Regions from separate parts of the Mus musculus genome. Here region 2 is linked to region 1. Evidence: chromatin contacts called from public HiChIP or PLAC-seq data. All regions are on one chromosome and are shown on one strand. The core of a region is the stretch at or near the end of the contact, and the rest is flanking DNA. Distances in the headings are between cores, read along the strand shown. Region 1 holds the start of Cblb (Casitas B-lineage lymphoma b). Region 2 holds the start of Ift57 (intraflagellar transport 57).

What was found. HiChIP or PLAC-seq counts read pairs in DNA pulled down with a chosen protein or histone mark.
Region 2: an H3K4me3 HiChIP or PLAC-seq map of pro-B cells shows a contact between it and region 1, with 7 times the contacts expected there. The contact joins the promoter of Ift57 here to the promoter of Cblb in region 1. A contact is called at or near these places in 1 of 39 promoter capture datasets (pre-B cells) and 2 of 115 datasets of contacts at active chromatin or transcription factors (astrocytes and pro-B cells).

The regions. Positions count from the first base shown.
Region 1 is chr16:52,027,551-52,034,146 of GRCm38.p6, reverse strand. Cblb (Casitas B-lineage lymphoma b) reads right to left here and starts at 2,598. Exons shown (of 18, transcript NM_001033238.1): 1 at 2,462-2,598; 2 at 957-1,138. The coding sequence starts at 1,124.
Region 2 is chr16:49,696,279-49,702,874 of GRCm38.p6, reverse strand. It overlaps Ift57 (intraflagellar transport 57), which reads right to left and starts at 3,581. Exons shown (of 11, transcript NM_028680.3): 1 at 3,326-3,581; 2 at 859-1,021. The coding sequence starts at 3,537.

The sequences.
Region 1 (6,596 bases), core at 1,349-3,848:
ACTCAGCAAAGCATAGCCCAACTTCTTCTCAACATCATAAAGTTATGAATGTGTGCCGAGAAGGACACCAACACATCTGTGTCCCAAGCCTCCTCAGACAGCTAGCTTTTCCAGCAGGGCCCTGGGAGGTATGCACACTGCCCTTATAACTGGACTGAGAACTGCCATCCAGTTTGGTTTCTTCCTGTGAAACTAGAGCTCATCTAAAAGCAACAAAAAAAAAAAAAAAAAAAAAAAAACCACAGAAGTTTCTGACACTCTCAGCCCCACACAGCCTCCAGCATACATTTTCCTTTCACAATAAACAACGCACAACCAAAAAGGTTCCCTGTTTCAAAATGGAATCATAGATGAAAGAAACTGTACCGATGTCCTGAACAGTAAAGACTATATATATATATATATATATATATACATACATATATATGTATACATATATATGTATATATGTATATATTTTCTTAATAAAGATGAGTTTACAGGGATAAAAATCAAACTCTTCAATACTGAATCCTCCCTGGAGTTCTGGTTCTTTCCCCAGTAAAGGTTTCAACATCACCCATGTGCTTGTCCTAAGTGTGCTCCAGCAGAGCCTATTGTTCACTTGTTAGCCTTATATTATCTAGTAGCAAGGCAACTCCACATAAGACTAAGCAAACTTCCAAACCATACTATACACCCAGCAAAAGTAGCCAATGGTATAAACTGCATATTGGAGTAATACCCAGGGGCTCTGGAACTTGAAAAGCAAGATAATAAGTTAGAAAGAGTAATAAAAAAATAAAAGTCTTTCCTCTGAATTCAACTTTTGCAAACACAGAGTTGAAGAAAAATGGCCCAACCTAAATACAAAGCTCATCACCATAATAGTGATTATTAGCCATACATATAAATAAAACCCGAAGAAATCGCATTCAGGGTGCTGAGGGCCGTGTACACACACTGACTGAACTCACCACTTTGTCCATGAGTTTCCAAGTCTTCTCCACAGTCCTGCGGTCAGCTGCAGCTTGCTTTGGGGGTCCGACTGCATCCTGAATAGCATCAATAATCCCCAAAATGCGACCTTTGCGGGGGTTTCCTCCTCGACCACCAGGATTTCTGCCATTCATAGAATTTGCCATCTGGAATCTTAGTCCTTTTTGCAAGATAGAATTTCAAGAGAGGAAAAGTTAGCTGGATATGAAAGTATTTCCCCAACAGGAACCTGAACTGAACAGGCTCACTTGTACCCATTAATGATATTCTCCGCTGTCTCTGTGACAAAGCCCAGGGTCCCAGATTCAACTTTTTAGTAACCCTGAGTAAGGGCATCCTCCAAGTTAGGAGCCATGACACAAGATTTGCTCTTACAATACTAAAAGTTAAAGATGCATCCTCTGCCCGTGTTCTATGAAGCTACAGCTCAACATCATCAACAAAACAACTTTTAACAGGTAAGAACACAATGTCGTCCCCCCCCCCCCTTCTGCTGTAATCCAGATTCGAAATACTAGAGCTGCAACTCCTAAAATTCACGTTGGGAGCCTCACTTCAGTAGCCTCCTTCACGCTGTTTGATTTCGCCAAGTTATTACATAAATGCAAAGTACTCCACACACGCAAAAGGGACACGTCTCTTGTCAACAAAGGCGGAGGACTTGGATACCCCCCCCGCGCGCCCCGCGCGCGCGCGTCCCCTCTCCATTCCCCCAACACCCCCCCCCCCCGCAAAAGCCAGCAGCTGCGGACACACAAATAGTTCTTTAAAGCAGTGAGGTGAGTAGTTTTTCCCTAGAGCCAAATAAACAAACCAACAAGCAACCCCTTCTTAAAAAGCGGTGAGAACCCGGCAAGGGCGGGCACGCACCGCGGAGTTCACTTCTCCGGTGGTCCCTCTTCTGCCTACCCGGTATCAAGTGGTCCAAAGCTTTGTTTCAGAACGTCTGTACCCTTTCCAGGCTCGGGCCTCTAGCCCGCCACTCAGGGGTCTGGGAAAGAGACGAGGAACTCAGCAAAGATAAAGTAGCCCTAGACCCCGTCCTGGCTTCCCAATCCCACAGCCTGCCCGATCTAGCGCCAGTAGCACGCACCTCCCACCGGCGGCGATCAGCCAGAGTCCGCTCCCTCCCGGGCCCCGGGCCAGCCAGGGACTGCTGTTTAAATCCCCACTTGGCTCAGGCCCGCAGCGGCGACAGCAGCTGGAAGCTAGGGCTGTCCCCTCTCCCTGATGGCCCGCGCCCAGCTGCAGGGCCCCCGAGCCAGCAAGAGACGTCCAACCCCGGGATGACCCATTCCTTCCTCTACTCGGGTCACCGCGGCCGTCCCGAGCCACGCGTGATCGCGGGTCCCACTCCACACACACACGCTGCCCTGGCTGGGGTGGCTCGGGTGGGGACTCTGTGGAATCGCCCTAGGAGAGCGCTCCGGGGAAGGAGCCACCGAGATCTAGGAACACCGAGACGCGGGGACGCGGCAATTACCGTGCAAAAAGCTCCACGCCCGCCCGGCAGTCCCGCGCCACACTCGGGAGGCCGCCGCAGCGCCCGCCGGAGGAGGAGACCACTCACTGGCCACCCCACCCCTGAGCCATCCCCGGAGACCAAGGCGTGGGGCGGAGCTAAGGCGGAGCCTTGAGTCTTCGAACCAATCCTGAGAGGCTGCTTTCTGCCAGACAGCGGGCGGAGCCAATGGGCGGGACGAGACGCTCCTCCCGCGCTACCCCCCAGTCCACGTCCTCCACGGTACACAATGGCCCCAGAGGAAGGCCCACTCCACTGCGTCCCACTTGGAGAAGAACTCGTTGGGAAATGGACCTAGGCTAGCCTGGAACAAAAGTGGAACGAGGAAAGGAACTGAAAAAGTAGCAGCAAGGCGCCGGGGAGCTAACCAATGAGGGGTGCGCAGGTGGGCGTGAGCGCCCCGAGCGGGAGTCTAAGCCAACTGGGGCTAAAAGGCGGGACTTCCTGCCTCACTCACCTTCCTAGTCTTTGTTTCATAGCAACAGAGTAGAGGCTGCCAGGGTGGTGCTGCTTTTCAGCTCTGGGCGGGTCCCAGGCTTAAGAAATTCATCTCCCTAGGGCTGCCAAACTGCTACCCAGGAGAGCAGCCAAATAGGTCCAAGACCATGTTTCTTGTTGACTGTCAAATAAAGAGCAGCAGTCCCATAGCTCCTAAGATGAAGGTTACCCTCACATAGAGTAGGCTAGGAGTAAAACCCGAGTGCCAACTAAAACTTCCTAAATTTCTGAAATGTTTCCCTTTTACTATTAGTTCTAGAAGGATTCCAGATCAAACATCAGGCTGATGAGAAAGCAAATACTTGACAACTCTCAGCTAAATAGTCTCTGTAAATCGTCCCAGGACAGTAAAAACTCCACACAATGGGGATTACTAATCTGTTTGACACCTTTATATTCCAAACAAGTTTTCCCCTGGATTCCAGTAAAGAACTCTGCTGTTGGATTTTTGCCAGAGTCACTTTTCTTCTATGTAGATGAATCTTCATTTTAATGACAACCCTGTTTCTGCCATCCTCTTCCAGTGTTCGTCTCTTTCTGGGCTCCGTCCTTGATAGCCGTGTAAAAGAAAACAGTCTGGTAACGCTTACAGTGAAATGCCAGGGCCCTTCTGTCATCAGAATCACACATTAGACAAGTTCCATGATTCTCTCTATTTGGTTCACCATGCTCGTACCATTTGCCCCAGGTTTACATACCTGGGAGTGATTTCCTCTGTCATTGGTAGTATGGATACACCTCACACCTTGAGCTCCTGGGTGTAATACTTTGCACTTTTTAAAAATGTCATACGTGCATACATGCATAAGCATACATATGTACATACATACATACATACATATAAGCATTTTCTAACCAACTATCCTGATAAATGTGTCTCAGTGGTTCTGCCAATCCCTAATAAGTATTTTAGTGCTACAATTATTACTGTGAAGGCTCCTGAGTGGTCATAGAATGTCCTGCAATCCTAAATTCAGATTGTTATGATTTTCATGTAATGGAAACAACCAAAATGTGACCCTTTAGGCAATCAGGCAGTAAAGTACAAGTCTGGAAGTAATATTTTCTTTCATTATTTCTGTACTAATAATTAAAAAGTAGTTTCTTGTTTTATATATGTAGATGGTGCAGGCTTCTCCATAGCCCCTCCATATCTCCCTTATTGCTTGTAACAGTAGCTATGGTTGCTAAGTGGAGACAGTATTTAAAAAGAACTCTGTGGTTACATCCTCTATGTGTATAAAATGCACCTTTAAAGTCAATTCCAAAAGAAACTGGCACTATGTGTAGAAGATTTTGCTATGCCCAACCTTATACTGTATAATTAAATGTGTTGCTTATCTTCATATTTGAATAAATGTAAAATGGAACAAAATACATATACAATACAGTTCCTTTTGAACTGCAGTTTGCTGAAGGCAATGACACTAAAAAAATAGAATGGCCTGCGGAGCAAAGTGCATCATGGAGATACAGTGACAAGCCTCATTATGTTCTGCTCCTCTGCTCTGGCTGGGACACAGGTATAACAAATATCTCTGGGGCTGCCAAACTTTTCTAACCAAAGCAACTAAAAACTGGTCTAAGATAGTGTTTATGTAGGCTGACAAAAATAAAAATCTGTTAGTTGAGGTTCTCTAAAGGAGCAGAAGTGATAAGATATATGTGTGTGTGTGTGTGTGTGTGTGTGTGTGTGTGTGTGTGTGTGTGTATTATAATATATAACACAACATACATATATGTAAAAGGCTATTTATTAGACTGACTCACATTATGTGGTCTGGGTAGTCAGACAAATTCTTTCTCACACTCAGAGGCTGAGAATCCAAGAGTTTCTCAGCCCACAAGGCTGATGTCTCATTAATCCCAATCTGGTGCTAAAGGTCTGACAGTTCCTGGAGAGCTGCTGTTAGGCAATCTGTGTTAGAAAATGGAGGAAGCTGGCTCTGATGTTAGAAAAGGGGTGCTGCAGCAACAGACTGGAGGACCCACCAGCAAGAATAAAGGCCTATGTGCAAAAAGCAAAGTTTTTAACAGCCTACACGTAGGATGGTTCCTCCCACTTCAAATAGTCTAATGAGAAAAATACCTCACAGGATGGAGAGATGGCGCAACGGTTAAGAGCACTTGTTCTTGCAGAGGATTTTGGTTCAGTTCTAGGCACTCACGTGGTAGCTTACAACTATCCATAACTCCACTTCTAGGATATCCAATGTCTTCTTCTAACCTCTGTGGGCACAAAGTGTGTACGTGGTACACATACACTCATGCAACACAATAGTTGTACACATAAAATAAATCTTCAAAGTAATTCATTACATGAGTCTCCCAAAGCTTGCATTTTAATCATAGAAGATACGATCAAGTTAGTTGAGAACCAACATTGGCCATCACAATCATCGAGCTTCAAAACTGAAATAGAAGCCTCCCATCGGGAAGGCATAGATGTACGACAAACACACACACACACACACACACACACACATACACACACACACTCACACATTGGAATGTATGAACTCTGTTTATCAAAGCCATCTCATATCTAATTAAGTTAAGATATAACATGGATCCTAGCTGAGCTCAAATTAGGACTTGGTGTTTGGTGAAGTCTGGTTAGCTAGGAGGTCATCAGTCCTTGTTTCTGTTATCAGGAGGAATAAAGACTGCTGGGAAAAAAAACTGAAGCATGAAAGCATTCCTCAGTCAAAGACTGCACTAATAAATAAAGGCACCAATGTTGTCTAAGTAGACTTTGTGAAATGTTGTGTCTAAGCAGTAATATTCCAAGCTAACAGGCTTGGTGGAGGGAATAATATGCTTATTTTTACCAAACAAGGCAGCCTCCAGCCCTAGACACTTTGAAGTGAATGTAGTGTCACTGAGGGATTTGAGAAACAGTGGGGTTCCTAGCTAAAAGGTGCTGCCAGTATCAAGAGTGGCCAAATAGGTGAAGGATACAGCTCAACGGGCTCTTTTGGTTTGCTTTTCTATTGCTGTGATAAAGACCATGAGCAAAACCAACTTGGGGGTAAAAGGGTTTGTTTGCTTTGCATGCACAAACCACAGTCTATCTTTGAAAGAAGCCAAGGGAGAGACCATGGAAGAAGTCTGCTCTGGTTGATTCTCAGAGCTTGCTCAGTCTGCTCACTTATACCACCCAGGACCTCCTGGTGGCACTGCCCATAGTGGGCTGGGCCCTCCTCCATCAATTATTAAACAAGAAAATATCCCCGAAGAGTTGCATACAGACAATCTGATGTGGGTAATCCTTCAGTTAAAAATCTCTCTTTCCAAATGACTGGAGCTTGTATCAAGTTGGAAAAAAAAAAATCTAGCCAGCATGCTGGCAAAAGAACATGTAAGGCTTTATGTCACAGCATTTTCAGAAAGTTTAGAAACCATGATGAATACTTTCAATGTCAGCACTGATAATTTAGTATTAGCATATGCTAATAGGTTAGTGTCCATGGAAAAACACCAATTATATGACCGACTTTAAATATAGCTAATGTTTAACGGGGGAAAATCAAAGATAACATAGGAAGAACAACAATATCAACCAACCAGACTCCCCACCCCCACAGAGCTTCCAGAG
Region 2 (6,596 bases), core at 2,332-4,831, 2.3 Mb after region 1:
CCCTTGTGACCGCCTCAGGCCCAGCTTGGTCAAGAACTAGGGTTCCCATAGCAGTTAGACTGCTGACTGTGGAGAATGGGCACGCAAGCTCAACACTGCTGCTCTGTGTTCCCCAGCACACCTGAGGAAAACCCAGAGGCAGACTGCAGGGGTGGTGTCTGTACCCGTGTTCCGTCTAGAAACCAGCAAACCTTTCCTCTGTCCTTTCTTAATATCCTAATTTATTGTCTCTTCAAAGAATGTACTGTAACCTCCATACAGGATTAAATACCTGGCTTTCTGTAATTTCAAATATACATATATGTACATAAAGGGGCAGGGAAACAAATCAGTACTGAAAAGTTATCAGCAAAACTCCTGCCATGGTAAATGTATTTTTAAAAAAGGATACAGTGATTAACTTATTAAAATTAGCAACCTGTGTCAAAAATGCCTTCTTGCCTTTCTCCAGGAACATTCAGAAACAAAAGTACAAGTGAGAAATCTAACAAATCCAAAACCCTTTCAAAGTATGTTGTTTGCTTTATACTCTGCATCATCCCGGGAGGGGAAGAGCTAAGCAGCTACCTAAGAATTTACTTTTGAGGCTTACAAAACTTAAAAAAAAAATATTATTAATCTGGCCTAAAGAGAGTCTATAGTAACATTTTTAGAAGTGGAAATCATGTTACATAAAGTATCAACCATTCTGGGAAGGTCTTACTTTAAAATAAATTTAAAAATCACTCATATCAGTCAATTATCAGTCTGTCTGTCTACTCTTCCAAAAGAGTCATCTGAAAGGCTAGTACCTGTTACTGAACTGTTACTATTGAAATCCACAGTCTGAGAATACGGAGAAGAGAGTATCTCACTTACAAAAGAGCGAAGCTCAGAGAGTATATTAGATATAGTTGCATTGGGATCGTCGTATTCTTGAGGCTGCTCAAAGGCACGGCCAGTTTTGTTGATCAGCCACGCAGCAAGAGTGCAAAACATGTAGAACTGCTCGCCTGGGTTGGTAGGCAGAGCAAAGTAGTGTCTGTTTCAAAGGAAGGGAGGATTGGATGTGTAAGCTAAAGCAAGTCAACAGTGAGTAAGTCCAAAGTTGCTAATTGTCCCTCAAGCATCCTTCATTAATACTCTTGAACGATCTAGTGATTCACGGCACTCAGAACGTTTCGAGCTAGTATCAAGGGACAATCCCTACAGCACACAAAATATTTGACCAAAACCCCCTACAACCAGGGAATGGAAGGTAGTAATTTTTGAGAATGGCATGAAGGTTTGGTCAAAATCAATTAACTGGTCATGAGTAAGTTCCTCCGCCCCCCAAGTGGCAACTGTGGATTTAAAGAGACTAATAACTTAGCATGTTTTTACTGGTTGTAGCCTACCAGCTATGCCAAACATCTTAGCTACATATTCCAATCAACTCCTTAAAGTGCTGCCAGGAGCGTCTTCCCTCAGTCCTGCACAACCATAACTTATGGGAATGGAACCCTACACAGGTACATTTCAGAGGTTCCCAACTTAGATGGTGCAGGGTTTCAGAAAGGAACAAGAACCTCCATGAGGTCCCCACACGTCACCACTGCTGCACTTTGCTAATTCCATTACTGTACTAGATATGTTCCCATGAGGGTAGATTTGTACAGAGCTAAGGAGGACATAAAAGGTACAACTAGCATCATCCAAAAGGTGAATCAGAGATCTGCTTTGTTTTCTCTATGTTGCTATCACTATTACATACATATATATATACACATATATATAATATGAATTTAAAGAGACTAATGACTTATGTTTTTAAATGTGTGTGTATGTATAAAACCAATTACATAAGAATCAGTGATCTATACTTCTATTTTCTAAACTTTTTCCATCCAGAAAGTATAAATGTTCAGGTACAGGTTTACAAGGAATTTACCCACCAATAACTGTTTATTCCTTATTATCACTCCTTGAGGCCAGAGGAAGGGACACTGACAGATACTGTGGGCCTGTGATGGGGATTCGGCAGCATGAAGGTATATCAGAATCACCTACAGATGTTTTATCTCCAGACCTTCTGAAAAGGCAGACCTGGACAAGAGCCTGACAACTTCTTCCTACATCCCCAGGTGATGTGGACGTGCTAGTCTGATGGTGACACCTTGACCTACTGGCTAGAATATCTCCACACAAATCCGTGGTACAAAGTGTCTTGCTCAAGCTTTGAGTTTCAGTACAGCAAGGCATTAATAAGAGCTCGTTAATAATATTACTATTAATAGTAAGTCCACTTTCCCTTTGTTTGACAGATAAATTTGAAAAACTTAACACTTTTATCCCCACCAAAAATGTTGGCCATCTATATTACTATGACCAATTTATTTTAAATAATAATCCCAATCTAGAAACTTCTATTATGGATCAGGATCAAGATGATCTTTCTTCTCTAATTTTTCTCCTTTTACAGACTAACTTGGCATTGTGGGCAGATTTTATACAAGAATTCTTCCAGACCTGTCTGGAAGAGGGTAAGAGCTTAAAACTGCCAAGAGAAATGATATGTGTCCCATTGATGGAAAAGAAAGTACGATAAATAACTCTTTAATTTCTTCTTACAGAATAAAACAAACACGGGATTTAGAGGGAAAAAAAAGCAATAGAACACAGTTATCACTAAGCTACCATGATTACAGGAGGGACTTTTGTCTATCACTCTTGACAACTATAGGCTCTGCCTTGGGGATATTCCAAACTTTCCCCACTACCGCAAGCGGGAACTTTAGGTCCTATATTGAGGGCCATTCCAAACACTTATTTCATTTGCCTTCTCCACTTCCCATTTTCTAAGAGTATTGTTGCAAAAGCACTAAGTCGTTTGAACCATAGTAATTAGCCCACAAGTTTACTTACTACATAACAAGTGCTGCTCAGAAATGTCCTAAGTATTCACAGTTGTTAGTTTACAAAGTCTAGCAAAGGAAAACATAAACTAGAAAGAGATCTAAATGATAAGGGCGCTCATCGCTAGAGATAGGTTTTTCTACCCTTTCTACTTTGGGTATTTTATTATATTTAAAACAAGATTTGTGTTTGGTAGACGGTGCGTGACTGTTTTGAAAAATGGGCAGACTGTCTTCCCCAGTCCTCCCTGCCATTACAAAACTTGTTTACTTTCTCCACAAAATGATCAAGTCTGAAAAACTACACCTTCCACAGTGCGGAAGTTTCCTTCCTGAGCACAGAAGCCAGAGGAAGGGATGTAAGGACCCCCGCGCGGGGTCTTCGCCTCACCTAAGGGGGAGCGTCCCCCTGGGGTCCAGCCAGCACCCGGCGCTGGGGGCAAGGCACGCACCTGGACGGGGGCTTCAGATTGCTCTTTCGGAGTAGCTCCTCCTCGTAGCGGAGCAGCTTCAGCTTCTCCACTAAGTCTTCCATCACCACGAACATGTGGTAGGCCGCTCCTGGCCCGCGCTCCACCACAGCCTCCCCTGCGCCTTCCCCGCGAGCCCGAGACACCCCATCGTCCAAGCCCGACGGCGGGATCACCGCGGCCGCGGCGGCCATCCCTGCTCAGACCCCCAGCGCCCGGCTGGGCTCCGGCCAGGATCTCTGCAGCCTTCGCCGCCCGCACCCCACAGACCGCACAGTCCCCACCGTTACCAGGCAACCGCAGGGCAGCCGGTCACCACGGCAACCAGACCCGCCTCCTTCGCTCCCAGCCGGCCTCTCTAAATTTTCACCAATCAAAGCTGGATTCTTACGTGACGTCACGCCATGCTGGTCCCTGGCCTAGGGGGTAGCTCCGCCCTATGGGCGTGGCGCATCGTCCCCCACCTCTTCCGCCTCTCCCGCGCGCCTTAAAGGCGTAGGGTCCCCAGCTATTTAGCGCTGCATGCTGAGTACAGCCAAGAGGAGCACAGGATCTGGTATTCTGCTCAGGGCTGCTGAATGAACAGACATCTGGTCATCGAGGTAGCAATTCAAAGGACTGAAACGAAGCAGAACAGAGTGTTGGAGGTTATGCTTGCTCAGTGATTCTTGTTTTATTTTCTCAAAGTGGGAAGTTGTGGTGAAACTCGCTGTCCTTAGGTTCACATTACCTCAGAAATTCCACCCGCAAGACTGCTAGTCTATTTCTTAACTTAATTGCTTATTAGATAGTGCTAGACTTACGAGTATATTCTAAATAAGACTTAAAGTCTTACAATGATCTTATCTCACTCCATTAGGAAAGCGGTTGCTTGGAAGAGGGCAGCTTGGGAAAAGATTTATACCACACACACATTGGCCTCAATCTGTTCCGAGCCCATGCAGATTTAAATTCTTGAGTACTAATGAAATCCCACAAAATATAGTATCTGGAAAGGAAGTGCTGCATTGTAGCACTTACATTTAGATAAGAACATTTCTGCTATTATGTCAGCACGTATTGACCTAGAAAACACATGGAGACATAACTGACCAGGGATGTGACTTATCCTTACAATAAAGTACTGCATCAGGCAATCTTTCTTGTAGTTAAAGATAAGAAGTGAAGCGAAGAGAAGTTGCCTAGCTACTTCTTAAGATAACTCAGAAGCAAGAGGTGTAACATTTGTCTGATTAACCCTGTGCCTGTTAAGGGGTCATCAACAGCTTATATCACACCCTAAATAATGTAGCAGGATCATATTTTTGACATAATTAAAATCTGAATCATATTTGTAAAAATCCTTGTGATAAAAGGAAGAGTTTTTCTTTCTAATCAGCCTTGTTTCTAATGCTAATAAAGGTATCCAAATGAAAAACATTGCTATTCATCAAATAAAAGACACACATAAAACTACTGATTTATGTAGAAAATAAAATGGAGATGAGAAATCCAAGGATAACTGGGTAATTGCACGCCTCACAGGTGGAGGTCAGAGGACAACCTTCTATATCAGTCCTCAACTACTACTTTGAGACAGACAGCTTTTCTGTAAACTTTTTTTAAATTTCTTTTGTTTTAATTAGGTATTTATTTCATTTACATTTCCAATGCTATCCTAAAAGTCCCCCGCCCACTCCCCCACCCACCCATTCCCACTTTTTGGCCCTGACATTCCCCTGTACTGAGGCAGATAAAGTTTGCAAGTCCAAAGGGCCTCTCTTTCCACTGATGGCCAACTAGGCCATCTTTTGATACATATGCAGCTAGAGTCAAGAGATCCAGGGTACTGGTTAGTTCATATTGTTGTTCCACCTACAGGGTTGTAGATCCCTTTAGCTCCTTTGGGTACTTTCAATAGCTACTCCATTGGGGGCCCTGTGATACATCCAATATCTGACTGTGAGCATCCACTTCTGTGTTTGCTAGGCCCTGGCATAGTCTCACAAGAGACAGCTATATCTGGGTCCTTTCAGCAAAATCTTGCTAGTGTATGCAATGGTGTCAGCGTTTGGAAGCTGATTATGGGATGGATCCCTGGGTATGGCAGTCTCTAGATGGTCCATCCTTTTGTCTCAGCTCCAAACTGTGTCTCTGTAACTCCTTCCATGGGAGTTTTGTTCCCAATTCTAAGAAGGGGCAAAGTGTCCACACTTTGGTCTTCGTTCTTCTTGAGTTTCATGTGTTTAGCAAATTGTATCTTGGGTATTCTAAGTTTCTGGGCTAATATCCACTTATCAGTGAGTACATATTGTGTGAGTTCTTTTGTGATTGTGTTACCTCACTCAGGATGATGCCCTCCAGGTCCATCCATTTGCCTAGGAATTTCATAAATTCATTCTTTTTAATAGCTGACTAGTACTCCATTGTGTAAATGTACCACATTTTCTGTATCCATTTCTCTGTTGAGGGGCATCTGGGTTCTTTCTAGCTTCTGGCTATTATAAATAAGGCTGCTATGAACATAGTGGAGCGTGTGTCCTTCTTACAGGTTGGAACATCTTCTGGATATATGCCCAGGAGAGGTATTGCTGGATCCTCCAGTAATACTATGTCCAATTTTCTGAGGAACCACCAGACTGATTTCCAGAGTGGTTGTACAAGCTTGCAATCCCACCAACAATGGAGGAGTGTTCCTCTTGCTCCACATCCTTGCCAGCATCTGCTGTCACCTGAATTTTTGATCTTAGCCATTCTGTCTGGTGTGAGGTGGAATCTCAGGGTTGTTTTGATTTGCATTTCTCTGATGATTAAGGATGTTGAACATTTTTTTCAGGTGCTTCTCAGCCATTCGGTATTCCTCAGGTGAGAATTCTTTGTTTAGCTCTGAGCCCCATTTTTTAATGGGGTTATTTGATTTTCTGGAATCCACCTTCTTGATGTGTGTGTGTGTGTGTGTGTGTGTGTGTGTGTGTGTGCGTGTATATATATATATATGAATGATATTAGCCCCCTATCTGTGTGTGTGTGTATATATATATATATATATATATATATATATATATGATATTAGCCCCCTATCTGATTTAGGATAGGTAAAGATCCTTTCTCAATCTGTTGGTGGCTTTTTTTGTCTTATTGATGGTGTCTTTTTCCTTACAGAAGCTTTGCAATTTTATGAGGTCCCATTTGTCAATTCTCGATCTTACAGCACAAGCCATTGCTGTTCTATTCAGGAATTTTCCCCTGTACCCATATCTTCGAGGCTTTTCCC